2 separate regions of the Hordeum vulgare genome follow, and region 2 is linked to region 1. Evidence: chromatin contacts called from public Hi-C data. All regions are on one chromosome and are shown on one strand. Each heading gives the region's core, a stretch centred on a gene start, on an enhancer-like site or on the middle of the called end of the contact. The rest is flanking DNA. Distances are from core to core; before and after follow the strand shown. Region 1 has its middle 23 kb from the start of LOC123408602. Region 2 holds the start of LOC123412286.

Region 1 (4,852 bases), core at 799-3,298:
TTTTGCGTGCGGCGCGTTTGGCGCCTGTTGGAGATGCTCTTACGGCACACCTGGCCTCTAAACACCGCGTTGTGTGAGGATGGTTTTTCTAATTCACTAATTGAGCAATACACCTTTTAAAGATCACTCTCATCTTTCCACGTAGTGACACGTGACGTACTACATACGTATCATTTGTCGTAACCTGAGAGTTTTTTCTTTTTTCATAGATTCGTATTTTTAAAATATTTTATATCCTAAATCGTGCATCTAACTCTTGAACCTTTTTCACAGTTCGGTTTCTCGCATCGTGATCTTCAAAGCTAGATCCCATGTTGATAGATTTCGATAAACTTTTTTTACGAAAAAAACGGATGAAAAAAACATGCATTTTTTCGTGCCTCTTGGGATGGCAAAATCATGGCACTCGCGGAAGCAAAAACGTGTCTCTCACGGAAAAAAAAACCGTGCCTCTCATAAAAAAACATTTATTTTTCTTTTCCAGAGGAACGGTTGTGCCTTTCGCGGGGTAAAATCGTGCTTCTCGCGTAATTAAAATCGTGCCTCTTACGAAGAAAACCCCAGAAAAACGTGTTTTTTTTTCTTTTCTGGGAGGCTCAATCGTGCCTCTCGTGAAGGCAAGAACGTGACTCTCGCGGAAGCAAACCTGTGCCTCTCGTGAAAGAAAAAACAGAAACATTTTTTTTTCAAGAGGCACGGCCATGGCTCTCGCGAAAGAGAAATTATGCTTCTCGCGGAAGCAAAATCGTACCTCCCAGTTCAAAAAACATTTTTTAGCATGCAACATAAGAACTTAAAAAAGGTCAAAAAACTAGGAAAGACCGGTATAAAACCGAAACACCAAAAAAAGAACAAAAATAATCTAAAAAACCGAAAACACGAAAAAAAGAACAAAAATAATCTAAAAAACCGAAAACACGTTCGAAATAAACCGCGAAGAAAACGCTCAAAATACGACACGTGGTGTCGGCTGAGAATGCCCCAACTGATCACGCGTGGGAGTGATCGCTGGAAGGCTTATGAGAGAGTACTTCTCAATTAGTTGCTCTCGGGTTTCTTTCGAAAAATCCTATCTGCTGCATTTTGCGGCAGATTGTTGATGCTTCACACAGGAGCTGCTAGCGAACGATGGGGGTTTGGGCCGGTCTGTTAACGCTTTCACTGATCCCGGTTTTGGAACCTTGAGGTTTCTAGTCGGTTTTTCCCGGTTTTAGGAAACTTCTAGAAGGTTTCCTAAGCCGTTTTTTTTGTTTTATTTTTTTATTCTTTTCTGTTTCTGTTTCAAAAATGCTCTAGATTTTGAAAAAAACTTCTGAATTTCTAAGAAATGTTCTGGAGTTTTAAAAAAAATCTGGAATTTGATATAATGTTACAGAATTTGAAAAAGTGTTCCAGAATTTGAAAAACTATTACGGAATTTGAAAAAATGTTCTGCAATTTAAGAAAATGTTCCGGAATTTTAAAAAAATGTTCCGGAAATTTCGAAAATGACCTGGAAATTTAAAAAACTTTAAGAATTTGAAAAAATGTTCCATAATTTAAACAAAGTTATGAAATATTACGGAATTTGGAAAACTATTACGGAATTAGAAAAACTATTACGGAATTTGAAAAACTATTACGGAATTTGAAAAACTATTACGGAATTTGAAAAAATATTCCAGAATTTGGAAAACTATTACGGAATTTGAAGAAATGTTATGAAATATTAAAAAATGTTTCAGAATTTCAAAAAATATTCTAGAAATTGATTTTTTTTCCATAATTTAGAAAATGTTCCGAAACATGAAAAAAAGTAAAGTAAAATTCCGAAACCAAAAAGAAATGGAGAAACCGGTTCAAAGAACCTTTTAGAACAATCCCAAAACCTGAAAAACTAGATAGGAAAATCTAGAAAATTCCCAAAACCGCAAGCGCTGGAACTTGTTAACGGGTCGACCCGGATCACCATTGGACACGGCTACACGATACAGGTTAATGGGCCTGTCCGGGTTCGTTCGCCCCTGTGCGGCTCGCTGCTGTTGGACGCAGCGAGCGTCACATAGGAGGTCCGGGTTTTTTCCACCTTGCGTCGGGTTTTTTTTTATTTGAGCATCTCACCTCGCGTCAGGTGAGACTATGTTGCGCCCTTGAAACAGAATACTCCTAACCGGCTATAAGAGAGCTGGTCCAACAAACCGGTTTTTATTTCTTTTCCAGGCGTTGTGCCCTTTTATTCTAGGAGGATTCTGCTATATTCTTATTTTATTCTAATAATATCACATTCTAATAATATTTATTGTGTACTAAATAAAGTTAGACCAGCGACTGAATTTTATTCTAATAATATTTATTTCTGTTCTAAATAAAGGTCATCGTGCATTAACAAATGTTAATCATATATTTACAAGGTGTTATCTCGTGTTCAAAAATGGAAATCTTGCACTTTAAAAAAAACTCATCATATAATATAAAATATTCATCATGCATTTAAAAATTCCAACATGTAGTTTACAAAAATCTTCATCATGTAATACAAACTTTTCATCGCGTTTTCAAAAAAGTCCAACGTGTAGTTCACGAAAATGTTCATCACGCATATAATAAATATTCATCATATATTATAAACAAATCATTCATCGCCTGTCTAAAAAATGTTCGTCATGTAATAAAACAAGTTGATCATCTATTCAAAAATCTTCATTGCTCTTTTTTCAGATTTCTTCAGTTTTCAAAATGGTTCGGTGTACTCTAAAAGTATATTTGCCCCTATTAAAGAACGTCCATATTATATTTAAAGATGTTCTTCTTGTACTTCAATTATAATCATAGTGTAACTAGAAGAAAATCGTACTGTGTTAAAAAACAACTTATGATGTTTATATAAAATGTATTTTCTTGATATAAGTTCTCCCAAGTTAAAATATTATTCAACGTGCATTTTAAAAATGTTTATTTCCAAAAAGGATAATGTAGCTCAAAAGGTTTCGAACATTTTAAAAATGTTAATGTAATTTTTAAAAGTGCTCGTACAATTTTTTAAAGGTCGTGTTTTTTATAGTGAAAATATAAAATAATTGGGGAAAATGCAAGATAAAAAGAAACAAAAAAGACCAAAAGCACCACAATATCACAAGTTATAGTTTTTTCATAATTGCCACATAAATTGAACACATAAGACTTTAATTTCTAGCGGACACATACACAAAACTGCTATTCCTTTAGCCTTTTTTTAGATGCACATTTTAGCTTATTCGTACTTGTACTATTACAGGTACAATGCTTTTGATCCAGGATCCAAAAAATTATAAGACTTAAGTAATAACACTTACATCTTGGAATTACAATAAAAAGGTTCTTGAAGACGTCTTCTTAGTGGCATCAATCTTTGCAAGAATAATACTTATGAGACTTAAGTAAAGAGAATACAATTGGATTCGAGCTGCGACATAGTCATCCCTCCACCGCACGAACTTAATCAACAATAAAGGTTCCATAAAAATCCAAGAGTCGCCCATCCAAATAGATGGGAATCCAAGATCGATATAAGTACTTACTTAGTCCGAGGATATTTCCTCGGAGTGTATGTCACCAAATCACAATATCTTCAATGTGGCGTCAAACTAACTTTCAACGTTGCAGAGTTAAATCAACAAAAGCGATACGACACACCAACGTAAACTTATTATATTTGATTAAACGGATGACACAAATCTCTCTTATAACAATACCTTAGTAGAGACAGAAATTTTATTCGCAAAAGCCTATAAAGATGCTGATGAAAATCACATAACTCCCAGGTCCAAGGTCCCCGCGTCTCTCAGCGCTAAGATGGCAGCCGAAGGTGAGGGGTCTAAGAGGATCTCTAGTTCTCGTTGTTTCTCAAACCCTACGTCTTTTCTTAGCCTCCACGCTGAGACCTGCCATCATATAATTAATCAACGTACCTAGGCTTTGCTACTCTTTTAGCTATTCCTAATCAACAATATAAACTAATAAGATTTGTTTTACCGCCTATTGTGAGTATTCGGGCATTCCCTATTCGGCGCCGTAGGAGCTTGTTACAGACCATTTTCGCTAACGGGCGCCCGCAAAGCACAACCCCGCTCTGAGCTTGGGTTGGTCCAGTTTCGCATTGGTTTTTTCTGTTCAAACTTCGAAAAAGGTGCTAAGATGGGGATCGAATCCACGGCCTCACGCATCGCAGAGATCACGCTAACCCCTAGGTTGTCGCAATACATCTGATCAAGTTCTTCGTTTCCACCCTTTTATTTTCCTTTTCAGGGCTTTTTTGGTTCGCTAACGTTTTAGGCGTTTTATTCAGTTTTTCTTTGTTTTCTGAAATGCACGTATTATTTTTTCAAATTATTGAAAGCTTTTTTCAGTTCTAAGAACTTCTTAAAAATCATTCATTTTTTCCAAAATTGATTAACTCTTTTCCAAATTTGATGAACTTTTCATAAAATTCGATGAACTGTTTTCAAGTTTGATGAACCTTTTTTCAAATTCGATGAACTTTTTCGAAATCAATGAACTCTTTTCAAATTTGCTGAACTTTTCTAAAAATTTGATGAACCTTTTTTAAAATTTGATGAACTTTTTTTAGCTTTTGAACTATTTTTCAAATCAATGAACTTTTTCAGGTCTATTTCCAAAAAGTTAATGGTCAAATGGTTTGACCGATCAACAATATTATTTTTTCAGAAATTGACCGATCAACAGATGACTTGGGTTGCAACCGAGCGAAGGAACTCGGTTATGATTGAGCGAAAGGAAACGAAACGAGCGGACTTGCTTGTTGGCACGGTGCACGAGTTCGAGGCTGTGAGCGTCAGCTTACCTAATTGACGCCTGCAGCTCCAATTAGGAGTTC
Region 2 (4,852 bases), core at 1,060-3,559, 330 kb after region 1:
CTCAGTAAGATGCAAGGGCTAGCGAATCACGTGGAATCACTGTCGAGAGATCGTAGCGGGATAAAATAGTGGTACTCCGTACTTGCATAGATGCAATGCAAAGCGATTTATTCAAGGAATCGAGACAGCTGCTACTGGCAACAAACCCAACATACTTATATAACTAGTTTTTATTTTAGATTATTAGTATTAGTTACAACAAGTTTTTTTTTAGGGGTATTAGTTACAACTAGTTAGTTGTAGAGTTTGATCTTGAGTAATTCGTTTTGAATGAAAGAAGTCGCAGCCCTGGTGGGCCTGGTCCGGTGACATGACTCACGAGCCCATACCGGACTAGGAGTGGTCACTGCGGCATCTAATGACCACGTTGCCGACCGATGGGCTGCACCCCACCCCGGTGCACGTCGGTCGCCCTAGGGACCCACATCCCGGACTGACACGTGAAGGCACACGCACCACTTTACAACAACCGAGAGACACGAAAAAGTTTCTGCTCCTCCAAAAAAATCAACCAAATTTCAATCTTTGTATTAACTTCCACTGAAATTATTACCGCAGTTATTTCTGTTGGCCGTATTTTCCGCCACAAAAAATAACGAAAAAAAAAAGAAAATCAACGACACCAGGGTCAAACCAGCAATCGAACACCGTGGGAACAGGTCCATTAAAACTGGCCAGACCCACGCGGCCGCACGGGAAACAGCACCGGACCGCAAGAAAGTCTAGGCAAGTCAAAGGAAACGAAATTTTACTACTTTCTCATTCAAAAGCCCGCAAGAATTTCTTTTGCCATACGAAAACATAACGAAATTACAAGTGTGTTGATTCCTTATTTTTCTCCCTATGGACTGCTTATTGATTGGATGGAGCGAGGAATAAATAAAAGCGATAAATGCGGCGTATAACGGAACAAAAAAAACTACCCTGCCTCGTCGGCCATCGGCACTAACACGGCCATACAGCTACACTACACACGGCGCCAACTGCCGCCATACGGTCACGAAAACGACCCCGGAGGCTGGAGTCCGGTTGTGAGAGAAAGATTTATCTTCTCCAGCGAACCGCTGGCGCCGGAGTACGACACGAGAACTCCATATTCTAACCAGCTCATTAGAATCACAATAACTCCCCAGATTCAAACTAACAACACATCGCCACACCACATCGACGATGGGACGAACAAAAAAAAATCACACCAAAGCAACTTCTTCGATAGATTGATAAGGAACTAGACAAGAGTCACGCAAAACCGAGAGGGGAAATACTTCTGCAATTCACGCACCTTCAACAAGATTGGCATGCAAGGAAGATATCCAGAGTCCAAATTAAAGCGAGACGAATAAACCGCAAAGAATGAGACAACGATAAGGTGATTAAGGAGGGGGAAAAACTCACCTCAACTTTAACCGCGGCTGCCGCAGGTTGGGCAGCGCCGGCGCCGGCGACGTCCGGCCGCGCGCGCTTCGCAGGCGAGCTGCACCCCTCGTCGCCGCTCAACGGCCCTCCGGATCCTCCTGACCCCTGCGCCTTGCGCTTCGCCGTCGACCGCGCCACGTCGTCCCCGCTCGAGGACGCCCCTGATCCAACGGCGTTGGCATAGTCGAAGGGCGTCTCCGGGCTCGATGCCTCCATGGCGCCGTCCGTCCACGCGGTCGCCGTCGCCTGCGCCTTCTCGCTCACGCGCGGCCGCCGCCGCGACCGCGCCTGGTCCAGCCCGCTCGTGGAAGGGCCGGATCCGGTGGCCGAGACGTAGTACGGCGGCGTCTCCGGCGCCCGCGCCGCCAAAGGCTCGCGCTTCGCCTTCGTGACGCGCGGGTGCGACCGCGCCCTCTCCTCCCCGCTGGAACACGCGCCGGATCTGGCGAGAACGGGCTGCCCCAGCCGCGCAGAGGTGCTCTTCAACGTCAGCAGCCACGCGGTTCCTTTCGCCACCGCGCGCGGCGGCAGCCGCGGCCGCTTCGGCCATCTCTCCGGAATCGGCGGCAGCTCATCCTCCGCCTCCTCCGGCCGCTGTAGATCCGTCGCCGCCGCGGTGAGTTCGTTGGATGGCCGCGGAACCCACTCCGGCCACCGCGCCAGCTTCCTTGTCCGGAGGCTGAGAAGTATCTCGGCGGCCGCGATGGCCATGCCCTGCTCGTCGTACTCCTCCGCCATGGGGAAAGCCTCCGGAGACGAACCCGCGCACGCCGCCGTCCTGAGATGGATGGGAGGTGTGATTTCTTTTCTCTGGTAGAACTACAGGAAAAGAAGGAGGCGCCCGGAGGGCGGGTGGCTTTTATAAGTGGATGCGGAGACGGAGGCGGACGCGAGTTGGGCGAGGTGGAGACGGACAGCAGTGGCCGCCGCCTAGAGCCCCCGCCTCACCGGTCCCTGGGCCCCACGTATTTGGCTTGCGGGTGGGTCAAGTCGAGGCCGGGCGAGTCGGCATGAGCTTTGCGTTCGCGAAATCATCTCCCTGTTGCGTGGGCCCGTCCCACGGGCGTAGTTCTTTGTAAGGGAATTGTCTCTGGACACGATTGGTGGGGAGCGGAGGAATGCGTGTTCGTACTCTGCCTTGTATAGTGCCTGCTTGTTTAATGCCAGGTGGGCCACAGCGAAAAGGCATCCGAGTTTATTAGGGCAGGCCGGATCCGGATGTGGATGCATTTCGCTCTCATCTACTCTCCGTAAACAACCCCAACTTTTTCTGTAGGGCTGCACAAACTTGGAAGAGAATGTTGATTCCCTTCCACTTCCACCTAGGGTTTCTGCCCTCTGGTCGCTAAACCTCTGAGAATGATTTCATACTTGAACCATATTTAAACCATACACATTCATTTATCTTTCAAAACCATACTTGAACCATACCTATTTAGTGTCATTTTTAGCCCAATCAAAACCAAACCCATTATTTTTTCCACACAAACCAATTTAAACCCAAAACATAACCATGAGTTTAAACCCAGTACATAACCATGAGTTTGCTTTAATATACACATGATTGCACAAATTGACATGTTAAGAAACAAATAAGATAGAAAAGGCATAAGTGCATCTACAACAGTTTAGAAACAAAATAATCCTTGAGATACAGTCAACACACAGTAAGAGGCAAAAAGAACATGCCCATGGCTAATAAGCTCACTAACAAGTGTATTAAAACCAAATTGCTTAGCGAAAGCACAAGAAAACACTTCCGATTTTCATCTGATGTTTCCCCATAATACATAATTACATAGTGCATTACAGCATGCACGCGGATCAAAGATACTCATTCTTCGTCGTAGTTGATTATTGCATATAACCAATGCCTAGAAACCGCTTTGGACCCATAGTTTATAACCGCTAATAACCAAACCGTTTAAACCCATAACCAACTATACCCAAACTGGTTTCTCCACATACCCAAACCAAAACCAAACTAAAAAAATCTTAGCCCAATAAAACCTGAACCAATCAAACCCAAAGTAAGAACCGAACCGTTACACCCGGTTTTTTAATAACCATTCTCACGTTTACTCGTCACCCCCACTAGTGTTGAGTTTTCCCTTCCCTGCCCTGCCCTTTTCTCCTTGGTCCTCGCACAATTAGAGAAGGGGCGATCGTGCATCGTCGCCCGACCTTGGTTTCGGTTTTCTTGGCGATCGGGAGTTAGTATTTTCATCCCTACTCTCGGGCTAGGGTTTCATGGAAGTGGAGACTTTTAAGGCCACGTCTACGAAAACAAAGTTATCTATAAGCAATGGTGAGGGATTATGCCTCGATAAAGATTATTTGGAGGATGTTGTGTTCGAGAACAAGGGGTCATCACATATGAAGGCAACCCGTTGGATGATTATAGCCTGGATGCACACGGACAGGAAATAGTAAGTTTTGGTTTTACAAGAACATGTGATTGTCAAGGGATGTAGCCCAAGAGGTGAAGATCAAGTATGTGGATTAGAACCTTTACACAATGCGGTTTCCTTTCCTCGATGACTATGAAAAGGTGATGGAAGGGGTTCAATGGGCATACAAAGGCTTAGCCCTAGTTATAGGAACTTATGATGGGTTTACAAAGTCATCCACATCCAAGTTATGTCATGTTAATATCTGAATTCAGATTAACGACCTCCTACACAGGTTTAGCGGTATGTTAAAAACCATTGCTAGCATAGTTGGTGGATTTATTACTCTCGAGTAAGCATCTCAGGATTTTCCAATAATTTTGTCTCGCGTGAGTATTAAATTGGATATTTGAAAGCAACTCTAAAACATACTTTTAGTCATACATGGTGGGAAGCGAGTTGTTCCTCGTGAAATATGAATGTTTGTCATATTGGTGCTCAATATGCTGACATGATTGGGCACACTTTCAAGAAGCATGGCGATGACATCCATTTTCTGTCTTTCTGGTCTTCAGGAATCTACGTGCCCATTGGAGTTGGCGACCATATTTAGGATGAAGCTGTGAGCGAGGACCCATCAAATGACGGAGCAATCAGGGCACATGCTCGTTTGACTTTTATGCACAATAGACATGAGGATGACTTTCATAAGGAAGAGAATGAGGTCAAATGCTAAGAAGACATTGAGAAGAGGAGAACTAGAATGTATGTTAGCTTTACTAGCAAAAGGCCCGTGCGTTGCAACGGGAGAAAAAAATACCACACGCTTTTAATCTTTTTATAATCATTTTGATTTATTAAAATAATAAGCTAACTAACTAATGTAGTCAGTCCTATCCTATTTTGTTGAGAAATCAACCCGTCCATTGTTAATTCCACCATGAAGAGAAATTGAGCGGGACAAGCAAAGCAAAACAAAGAGGCTACATGAATTGATCAATGGACTGTTATCTTATTTCACTCATGGGGTAGAGAATGTGGGATCA

The links. A called contact is a pair of places that touch in the nucleus more often than the background predicts.
Region 2: a Hi-C map of seedling shows a contact between it and region 1, with 3 times the contacts expected there. The contact joins the promoter of LOC123412286 here to the enhancer-like site in region 1. A contact is called at or near these places in 1 of 6 Hi-C or Micro-C datasets (seedling) and 1 of 1 datasets of contacts at active chromatin or transcription factors (embryo).

What each region holds. Positions count from the first base shown.
Region 1 is chr7H:191,662,238-191,667,089 of MorexV3_pseudomolecules_assembly, forward strand. No RefSeq gene overlaps it. Among protein-coding and RNA genes, the nearest start is that of LOC123408602, 23 kb to the right of the region's middle. Within about 2 kb of position 2,049, at least 3 of the 3 cell types and tissues checked have open chromatin away from gene starts, as enhancers often do. A contact at or near this core is called in seedling, where this site is marked.
Region 2 is chr7H:191,988,240-191,993,091 of MorexV3_pseudomolecules_assembly, forward strand. LOC123412286 reads right to left here and starts at 2,310. Exons shown (of 2, transcript XM_045105237.1): 1 at 1,396-2,310. The coding sequence starts at 2,154.